Linked DNA regions of Pan troglodytes: region 2 is linked to region 1. Evidence: chromatin contacts called from public Hi-C data. All regions are on one chromosome and are shown on one strand. The core of a region is the stretch at or near the end of the contact, and the rest is flanking DNA. Distances in the headings are between cores, read along the strand shown. Region 1 holds the start of ME2 (malic enzyme 2). Region 2 holds the start of MEX3C (mex-3 RNA binding family member C).

Region 1 (4,834 bases), core at 1,321-3,820:
GGCATGGTGGTGCATGCCTGTAGTCCCAGCTACTCAGAAGGCTGAGGCAGAAGAAGCGCTTGAACGCGGAAGGCGGAGGTTGCAGTGAGTGGAGATCGCAACACTGCACTCCAGCCTGGGCAACAGGAGCAAAACTCCGTCTTAAAGAGAATAAAATATGTCTAGTTTGTCTGAAATTCATCAAAATCAATTAGAGTTTTTAACTTAATATACAGATTATACATATATAGCTATAAGTTTTTAATTTTACAAAAGAAGTTCCCAAATGGTAAATGGGTTTTTTCCTTTATGAATATTTTGTTTTCATAAATATATTAAAAGACAAAAACATATAAACACCCTCTAAGGGTGTCACCCATAAGCAGTTCTCAGGAATAGCTACTAAGCATAAATACATTATTCTCAAGAGAATATTTCTACAGAAGCATAGCCCAACATTTCCTATTAATGCATGATAAAAGTCATATTAGGAGCTAGGCGCGGTCGCTAACGCCTGTAATCCCAGCACTTTGGAAAGTCAAGGTGGGTAGATCACTTGAGGTCAGGAGTTCGAGACCAGCCTGGCCAATATGGTGAAACCCCTGTCTCTATTAAAATTACAAAAATTAGCTGCCCTCAGGTGATCCACCCACGTCGGCCTCCCAGAAGTGCTGGAATTACATGCGTGAGCCACCGCGAACGGCCTATATGTATGTTTTTAAAAACAACTGTTTCTCTCATCTAATTTACAGAATATTTGTAAATTGAAAATCAAAATTATGGGTACAACATCGCAATTAGCTTAACAACATGAGCAATGCTTAAGGAGCATACACGTTTAAGGGAGTGGGGGTGGAGGATGCAGCTATGAAGTTAGACCACTTGAGTTTGAATCTAGGCTTTGTCACGTTAAAACTGTTGTCTTAGGCAAGTTACTTAACCTACCTAAACCTTAGTTTCCTGGTTTGTAAACTGGAGGCAGTAACAGTATCAACCTCAAAGGGTTATTTTGAGATAATCCGTGAAGAAACTAGCGCTCTGCCTGTCACTAGCAATTAATACATGCTACTATTGTTATCGTTATCAACTGCAACACTAACAGAAATAGCAATGCCCACCTCTTTGCTTAGAGGTGATAGCCACAAGCATCAGGAAGGTAAATCCACAGACAGAAGATGATAAAACGTTTTGTAAGAAAGCACGTGATAATTTGATCACGCTTCTCACCACAAGCAACGTAAATTTTCTAGAATTATCTCTGGAACCAAAAAAGAAAGTCCAAACCTAGGACCACCTAGGTAACACCACATGCAGAGATAGTTATCGCCAGCGTGAAAGAAACACCTGCCAATCCCGGTCCACAGATGGCATTTCATAATAGACGGAATCGGTCCAATCTCAGAACTCTCCAGCCCGCAGCAAGTCTTTTTTTAAAGGGAGGAGCCACACACACAGCCTAACTCCTGCCGTTAACTCGGCCCGACTGAATAAAGGAGATAGACTTGCCAAAGGGTTTCCAGCCACAGAAGTCCTTTTGTGGAGGGGTGCAGAAAGAGCGAGAAAGAGATGCTGGCGTTTGGAGGCCCAGGGCCTCGCTCCCGGGCGAGAGCGGGGCGCCCAGGCACCAGCGGGCGGAGGAACCTGGAAATCGCGCGCCGGGTAGAGCCGCGGCCGCTGGAACCTGGGTCGCCGCGATGTAGCCGGTCCCTCGCCCTCAGCCCAGACTCCGCGGACCGTTTCCCTTCCCCCAGCCCCCACCTCCAGGCCGGCAACGGCGGGGGCCGCACGCGCGGAGGCCGGAGACGCGGCAGCGCTGGGCTCTCGGGGCCGGGCCAGGGGAGGCCGGCGCCCGCTCCTCTCCCGGACCCCCGCCCGGGCCCCACCGCGCCGGGCCTTACCAGAGGTCTCGCGCCGCGACAGGTGGTACACCCGGCGGAGAGGCCGCGCCCTGCCGCCCGCCCTGGCGATGCTCAGCTCCCGCGCCGCCCGGCCCTCCCCTTCTGCGAGCCTCCCGGAGCTGCCGTCAGCTCAGGCTCACACTGGCGCGGGCGGCCCCACACCCAGAGGCGGCCCGAAGAGCGGCCGGGTGAGGGGAGGGCGCGAGGAGCCGGCCAGCCGCGGGGCCGGGAAGGCGTGGCCCACGGTGGAGACGGACGGGCTCGCGGGCCAATGGGAGGCAGGAACCGGCCGGAGGGGCGGGCTCCGTCTGGAGGCTTAGCTGCCGGCGCCGGGGTTCCTGTCCTCCGCGCCTTCCTCAACCCAGCTCCTGGAGGTTACGGTTCTGAGGCGGGGCGGGCGGCCTCGTGGACGCGATGCTGAGGATGTGAGAAGTGCAGTGCAGAGAAGGAGGTGGAGCTCCGCCGCTCCATGAAGGAAGCCGGGGCTGGCCGACCGCGCCCCCAGCACTCCTGGCCCGGGGGTCCCAGTCTCCGAACCCGCGGAGAACAGGGAAGCTGGGAGTTGGGGTCTGTCCTGCCTGAGCCACAGAGGAAGGGGGAGAACAGGAGGGCAGGAGACGGCAAAGGAAGGAGGAAGAGGACCCAGGAAATGCGAGGCTTCCGCACTTCAGCGACGCTTTCACTTTCCGAGCTGTTTTGTGTGCAAAGGACTTGCTCTTCTGCAGAATTCTTTGCCACTCCTCATGGCTACTGGCAAGGTTATTTGCCTGCGGTGAATTTACCAATCACCTCCACTGTCACAGTCACCATAAATAGATGTTCAATGTTCTGCCTCAGAAAAGCACCGGAACACTTAATTGTCTTGTCCTTGAAAGCAGCAGGGACCGTGCCTTCCAACATCCCTACCCCCGCCCTCCCAACGGTTGTGACATGGGAGGATATTTCTTCACCCTTATTTCAGAAAATGTTATCACCCAAAACTCTTTACTATAATGAGCTTGTGTACTCTTAAAACAAGGCATGGTAATGACAATTTCAAAAATAAGATGTAAAATATAAAAAAAGAGGCAAGGCAGAATAAAATTAAAAGTGATGGAAATGTAGGATTGAGAAGATGGAGTGGAAGTAGGGAAGAGTGAATTGCTCCCTCCTAAACTCTGACAATTAAATAAAATCTGGGGCAATCGCCCCTCTCTGAACATTGAAGGGTGGGGCCTGTGAGGAGGAAACTCCAGTTAGGTGATAATCCAGAAGTGTGGTTGCTATAATAACCACCGCAGGCAAGGAGAGGTTATAAATATGCATGACCTAAAGTAACTCTGCTTGCCAGGAACTTACAAGATGCAGCAGGTTGGATGAAGGAAACTAAACATTACCAGTGTCTTTCTACATAAACGCTTCATTAGTAGAGGTCAAATTCTTTGTCTTTGAAAGACAGTTGTGGGGGTGTTGGGGGGTAGATGGGGAATGGGGAGATGTTGGTCAAAGGGTAAAAAGTTTCAGGAGTAAGTTTTAGAAATATCGCACAGCATGGTGACTATAGTTCATAATGTATATTTCGCAATGGCTGAAAGAGTAGATTTAAAATATTCTCACCAAAAAGAATTAAGTATGTAAGGTGATGGATATATTAGCCTAATTTGATCATTCCACAATGTATTGAAACATTACATTGTATCCCATTGCATTAAAGTATATACATTTTTTTTCTTTCGAGATGGAGTCTTGCTCTGTCGCCCAGGCTGGAGTGCAGTGGCGTGATCTTGACTCACCAAAACCTCCGCCTTGCAGGTTCAAGCGATTCTTTTGACTCAGCCTCCCAAGTAGCTGGGATTACAGGCACCCGCCACCATGCCTAGCTGATTTTTGTGTTTTTAGTAGAGCCGGGGTTTCTCACCATGTTTCCCAGGCTAGTCTCGAATTTCTGGCCTCAAGTGATCTGCTTGCTTCGGCCTCCCAAAGTGCTGGGATTACAGGCATGAGTCACCCGCGCCCGACCATAATTATATACAATTGTTTGTCAATTTAAAGAATTTAAGGACAGTTTGTCCTACATTCGAATAATCCCAGATTGAAAGTTGTAGAGAGCTATCATGGAGGGAATTTATTTTGCTTAAATTGAAGTCAATTTATTCCTTATTAAATACCCGCTACCGTCAAGGAGGTAGACACTGCTGTTTTCTGGTCTGCTCTGACAACAGTTTCCTTCCCCTTAGCCACTTACAGTGATTGGTCAAAGACTTCCTAATGAAAACAGAATTCCATCCTGGCTAACTCGGTGAAACCCCGTCTCTACTAAAAATACAAAAAATTAGCCGGGCTTGGTGGCGGGCGCCTGTAGTCCCAGCTACTCGGGAGGCTGAGGAAGGAGAATGGCGTGAACCCAGGAGGTGGAGCTTGCAGTGAGCTGAGATCGCGCCACTGCACTCCAGCCTGGGCGACAGAGCGAGACTCCGTCTCAAAAAAAAAAAAAAAAAAAAAGAAAAGAAAAGAAAAAGAAAACAGAACTAACTTTTTCTGCTACTGTGCACACACAGTCACCACAGAACACAATACTTCACCTTTAGTCACCAAAATGTGTGTGGGTTGCTCTTCACCAACAACCAGTTCTTCAGCTGTGACCTGGTGGGTGTCCTATAATTTAACTCAATTCTGATGCTATCTACCAGGAGATAGTGTCGCATCGCACAGGTTGAGGGCTCAGTCTCACAAGAGTGTCCCCCACTTCAGATGCCAGTCACAAGTCCCAGGTTGCCATTACCCTGTCACTGGGTTATATTAATTTGCTAGGATGGCTCACAAAACTCAAGGAAACACTTTACGTACATTACAAAGGATGTCATAAAGGACACAGATGAACAGCCAGATGGAAGAGATGCATGGGGCACAGTATGTGGCAAGGGGTGTGGAGCTTCCATGCCCTCTCTTGGCTTACCACCCTCCATATGCCTTCACGT
Region 2 (4,834 bases), core at 1,501-4,000, 310 kb before region 1:
CACAGTGGAACATTTGTTAGAATTCATGAACCTACAAACCTACATTGACTCATCATTACCACCCAAAGTCCATAGTCTACATTAGGATTCAGTCTTGGTTCTGTACACTTTATGGGTTTTGACAAATGTATAAAGATGTGTATCTACCATTATAGTATTAAAAATGGTAGTTTCACTGCCCTAAAAATTCTCTAAACTCCACCTATCTATTCCTCCCTTCCTCCAACCCCTGGCAACCACTAATCTTTTTACTATCTTCTTACAAACCAGGGGTTTTTAACTTGGTGTTTTATGTTAGTTAAGACAGGCTAACTGGGATGGCTGGGCCTTGGTGTGGCCCTGCACCTCCCTTAGCAAAAATTTATAAAATTAAAAAAAAAAAAAAAGATAGGCTAACTGCTATAACCAATGTATACAAAAATATATTTCAAACTCCTTAAAAATCTTTTTTTTTCCACTCATATAAAGTATGAAACAGGTACATCTGATTGGAGGGCACCTCTGCTCCATGTGGTGACTCAAGCTCCTTTTATCTTGCGGCTCTGTCATCTTTAACATGTGGCTTCCAAGTTCATCATACTCATTTACATCCACAGATAGAGGAGGAACAAGGATGATAATATGAGGGACTCTTGAAGGAAATTCTGTACACTTGGCTAAAACTCAGTCTTCCCAACCACAGTGGAGGCCAGGAAATGTAGTCTAGCTGTGTGCTCAGGAAGAGGAGGAAACAGATTTAGTGAACATCTAGCCAGTCTGTTTCATAGGCCTAGAGAACCCCAAGAGATCCATGGGTAGACTTTAAGGGGTCGTTTAAGCATACAGAAATATACGGGAAATGTTGCCTTCATATGTATTTTCCTGGGGAGAGGAAGGGAAGGACTAGCCCTGATTCTATTGACTAGGAATGTAGGTTGGAAGAAGTCAAATGTAAGCTGAGGATTAAAAATGTGTGGAGATGGGGAAGGTGGGATAGAAGGTCAGGGCAATCTGAGCAGAAAAACAACACTAGCAAAGGCACAAAGATGGGATAGTACAATGCATATTTCAAAAACGGCCAAAGGTTCAGATTAGCTGTTGAACTGAGTTTATTTGAAATAATATCCATTTAGTTGGTCAGTCAGCAAGGACATACTGGCCCCTCCTAGGTACCAAGTGCTATGGTAAAGCTGGCTTTATAAAGAAGAGAAGAAGAGAGACAATTCCAGAACAAAGAATGCAAAGTGTTGCTAGGGACATAGAGGACACCATAAGAGCCAATTGCAGGACATCTACCTTACCTAATAGGTTAGGGAAGACACCCTAGAGGAAGTGATGTTTAAGCTGAGCTCTGAAGGACAACTTGTATTGACGTTAGCTTAGCTAAGAGTGAAAGGAGAGGCCAGATGCCATGGCTCACGCCTGTAATCCCAGCACTTTGGGAGGCCGAGGCGGGTGGATCACGTGAGGTCAGGAGTTCAAGACCAGCCTGGCCAACATGGTGAAACCCCATCTCTACTAAAAAATACAAAAATTAGCATGGTGTGGTGGTGGGTGCCTGTAATCCCAGCTACTCGGGAGGCTGAGGCAGGAGAAACTCTTTTTTTTTTTTTTTTTTTTTTTTAAGACGCAGTTTCGCTCTGTCGCCCAGGCTGGAGTGCAGTGGCATGATCTTGGCTCACTGCAACCTCCACCTCCCGGGTTCAAGCGATTCTCCTGCCTCCGCCTCCCGAGTAGTTGGGATTACTGGCGTGCGCCACCACGCCCGGCTAATTTCTGTATTTTTAGTAGAGACGGGATTTCACCATGTTGATCAGGCTGGTCTCGAACTCCTGACCTGACCTCGTGATCCGCCCGCCTCAGCCTCTCAAAGTGCTGGCATTACAGGCGTGAGCCACTGCAAGGGGAAGCTCTTGAGCCCGGGAGGCGGAGGTTGCAGTGAGCCAAGATCGCAGCACTGCACTCCAGCCTGGGCGACACAGCTAGACTCCGTTTAAAAAAAAAAAAAAAAAAACCCCGAAGAGCTAAACTTCAGCACCTCCAGGCTGCTGATGTAACCATCCTGCCGGCAGAGAAGCCGGGCCAGCGGGGCGTGGGAGGGCCCGGCCCCGAGGGAGGAGCATTCCCGAGTCCGAGAGGGAAGGCCCGGGAGCCACGCGGCTCAGGAAACCGCCCCCGCGAGGGGATAGGAGAATACTGCGTGGCCCCTCCTTCCGTGACCCTTCTTAAGGCCCTTCCTCTGAAGGGGGCGATCTCTTCCTCAACCCGAGGAAACAATGCTCTCGAACGTATGCCTGCAGCTCTGCTCCAGGCCGCTCACACAGTGCCTTCCCTAAAAGAACTCAGCCACATGGGCTACAGGGATGAAGGGTTGAGGGGAAACAAATCCAGGTGTGCGCTTCGACGGCACGCGCCTGCGCCAAAACCCCGCTTGGCCCTTAGTTTCAGCCTCTGCAGCAGCGCCTTCGTCCGCCTCCTTTTTCCCGCCCCCGCCGGGGACGTCACAAAGAGTGACGTGTAAAGTGAACAATCACAGTCCCTCTCCGCGCTTGCCGGGAGGAATGAGAGGGAGGTGGGCGGGGAGAGGACGGAAGGAGTAGGCTTCGGGAACTGGCTGGTCCCGGTCACCCAATCAGAGAGCTCTGGGGAGGGGAGGGGCGGGGCCCGAAGGAGGGTGGGGGGTGGGGCTGGGGAAAGGAGTTGGAAGGCTGCGGGAGGAGAAGGCGGGCTCCCAGAGATTAAAAGCACCCAATCAGAGCGCGCCGGCTTCATTCGGAGAGCGGCGTGGGGCGTAGCCGCCGCCGCCGCGCGCGCCGGGGGCTGGTTAAGGCCATGAAACAAAAGAAACCCTGAGAGGGGAGCCGCTGCCACCTCCACCAGCCCGCCCCGCCGCCGTCCCCACCCACCCACCTAGTTACCTACCTCTGCCTCCTTCCCCTGCCCCTCCACCCCGCCCTCTCCGGTCTCCGGGCGGCCCTGGCGCTCCTCGGCCCGGGTCCCCAGCCCCGCCGCCTCCCCAGAGGAAAGGTGTTTGCGAGCTGAGCAGGGCCCTGGCCCTGTCCGCCATGGGGCTCGCCGCCTGCCGCGCCTGACCCGGCCGCCGCCGCCGCCATTGACAGCGCGCCGCCGCGATGCCCAGCGGCAGCTCCGCGGCCCTGGCCCTGGCGGCGGCCCCGGCCCCCCTGCCGCAGCCGCCCCCGCCGCCGCCGCCGCCACCGCCGCCTCTGCCGCCGCCCTCGGGCGGCCCGGAGCTCGAGGGGGACGGGCTCCTGCTGAGGGAGCGCTTGGCCGCGCTAGGCCTCGACGACCCCAGCCCGGCGGAGCCCGGCGCCCCGGCGCTTCGGGCCCCGGCAGCGGCGGCGCAGGGCCAGGCCCGGCGGGCGGCGGGGCTGTCTCCAGAGGAGCGGGCTCCGCCCGGCCGGCCCGGGGCCCCGGAGGCGGCCGAGCTGGAGCTGGAAGAGGACGAGGAGGAGGGGGAGGAAGCGGAGCTGGACGGAGACCTGCTGGAGGAGGAGGAGCTGGAGGAAGCAGAGGAGGAGGACCGGTCGTCGCTGCTGCTGCTGTCGCCGCCCGCGGCCACCGCCTCTCAGACCCAGCAGATCCCAGGCGGGTCCCTGGGGTCTGTGCTGCTGCCAGCCGCCAGCTTCGATGCCCGGGAGGCGGCGGCCGCGGCGGCGGCGGCGGGGGTGCTGTACGGAGGGGACGATGCCCAGGGCATGATGGCGGCGATGCTGTCCCACGCCTACGGCCCCGGCGGCTGTGGGGCGGCGGCGGCCGCCCTGAACGGGGAGCAGGCGGCCCTGCTCCGGAGAAAGAGCGTGAACACCACCGAGTGCGTCCCGGTGCCCAGCTCCGAGCACGTCGCCGAGATCGTCGGCCGCCAGGGTGAGTGCAGGGGTGGGGAGGTCCAGCTGGGCATGGCCCCGGGCGTGGGTGGGGAGACGAGAGAAAGGAGCGTGGGACGGAAAAGGCGAACCCGGCGAGGCCCCCAAGTCCACCGCGAAGGGGTCTGGGAGGAGCCGAGGGTCGACCAGATGTGAAGATGGGTCACCTTGCGAAAACCCACGCTTTTCCGCCCGTCTTGCCTGGTAAAAAGTGTGAAGTTTCTCGGGCGACCCAGTCCGGTGGTGTTCACGTTACTTGGGCTGTATTCGTGGAACACCAGGCTGGCGTGGCACCAGAAACCTCAGTGAGGTGGTAAAAGGTCGGGCTCGAGGAGTTGTGGGTTCGCTGTTGGGTACGGAAAGCTTCGAGATTGCAAGTTTGCGCCGCCGAGTGTCTTCTAAAAGCGTTCAGCCTTCCTTACAAGAACTTGTTCAGATGGAGAAAAGAACAGAAATGGAGGCCTGTAGACAGAGCTCACTGGGGAGGGAAGGGGTGTTCAAATGGTCGGTATCACCGCCATCCCCTGCCCCCCCTCCGCTGTTGAGAAACTTAGCTTTGGAAAAGCAGCCCAACTCACTGCCGCCTATCTTAACTGTATTTTCTCTCGATACGTTTCAACTCTCGGAAAGACACACTGACACACTGGCTGTCTTTTAAAGCTGTTCGGTGTGCAGGATGAAGAAAAAATGGACACTAAGGTAATTAAGAAACTTCATCGGTTTATACAGTTTTCAGTTAATTCTCCTCTTCACTTGCTAGCACACCAGTACTGCAGACAGACTCCTCCCACATTGTTCAGACAAAGGACCTATGTCTCAGATTCCAGGAGTAGATTTGTGAAGGTGGGGGAAGGGGATGCCTGGGGTACCTCTGTATCCGACATTTTTAGGGAAGGTCCTAAGTTCTTTATGGTAGCATTTCCCCTTTATGAAAGGGGCAGATGTTACCTGCTGCCACCGCATGACAATGT

What was found. A called contact is a pair of places that touch in the nucleus more often than the background predicts.
Region 2: a Hi-C map of stem cell-derived neural progenitor cells shows a contact between it and region 1, with 2.0 times the contacts expected there. The contact joins the promoter of MEX3C here to the promoter of ME2 in region 1. A contact is called at or near these places in 1 of 7 Hi-C or Micro-C datasets (stem cell-derived neural progenitor cells) and 1 of 1 datasets of contacts at active chromatin or transcription factors (stem cell-derived excitatory neurons).

Annotation. Positions count from the first base shown.
Region 1 is chr17:60,936,295-60,941,128 of NHGRI_mPanTro3-v2.0_pri, reverse strand. It overlaps ME2 (malic enzyme 2), which reads right to left and starts at 2,570. Exons shown (of 16, transcript XM_024350844.3): 1 at 1,878-2,570.
Region 2 is chr17:61,248,552-61,253,385 of NHGRI_mPanTro3-v2.0_pri, reverse strand. MEX3C (mex-3 RNA binding family member C) reads left to right here and starts at 2,750. Exons shown (of 2, transcript XM_001155789.7): 1 at 2,750-3,864. The coding sequence starts at 3,111.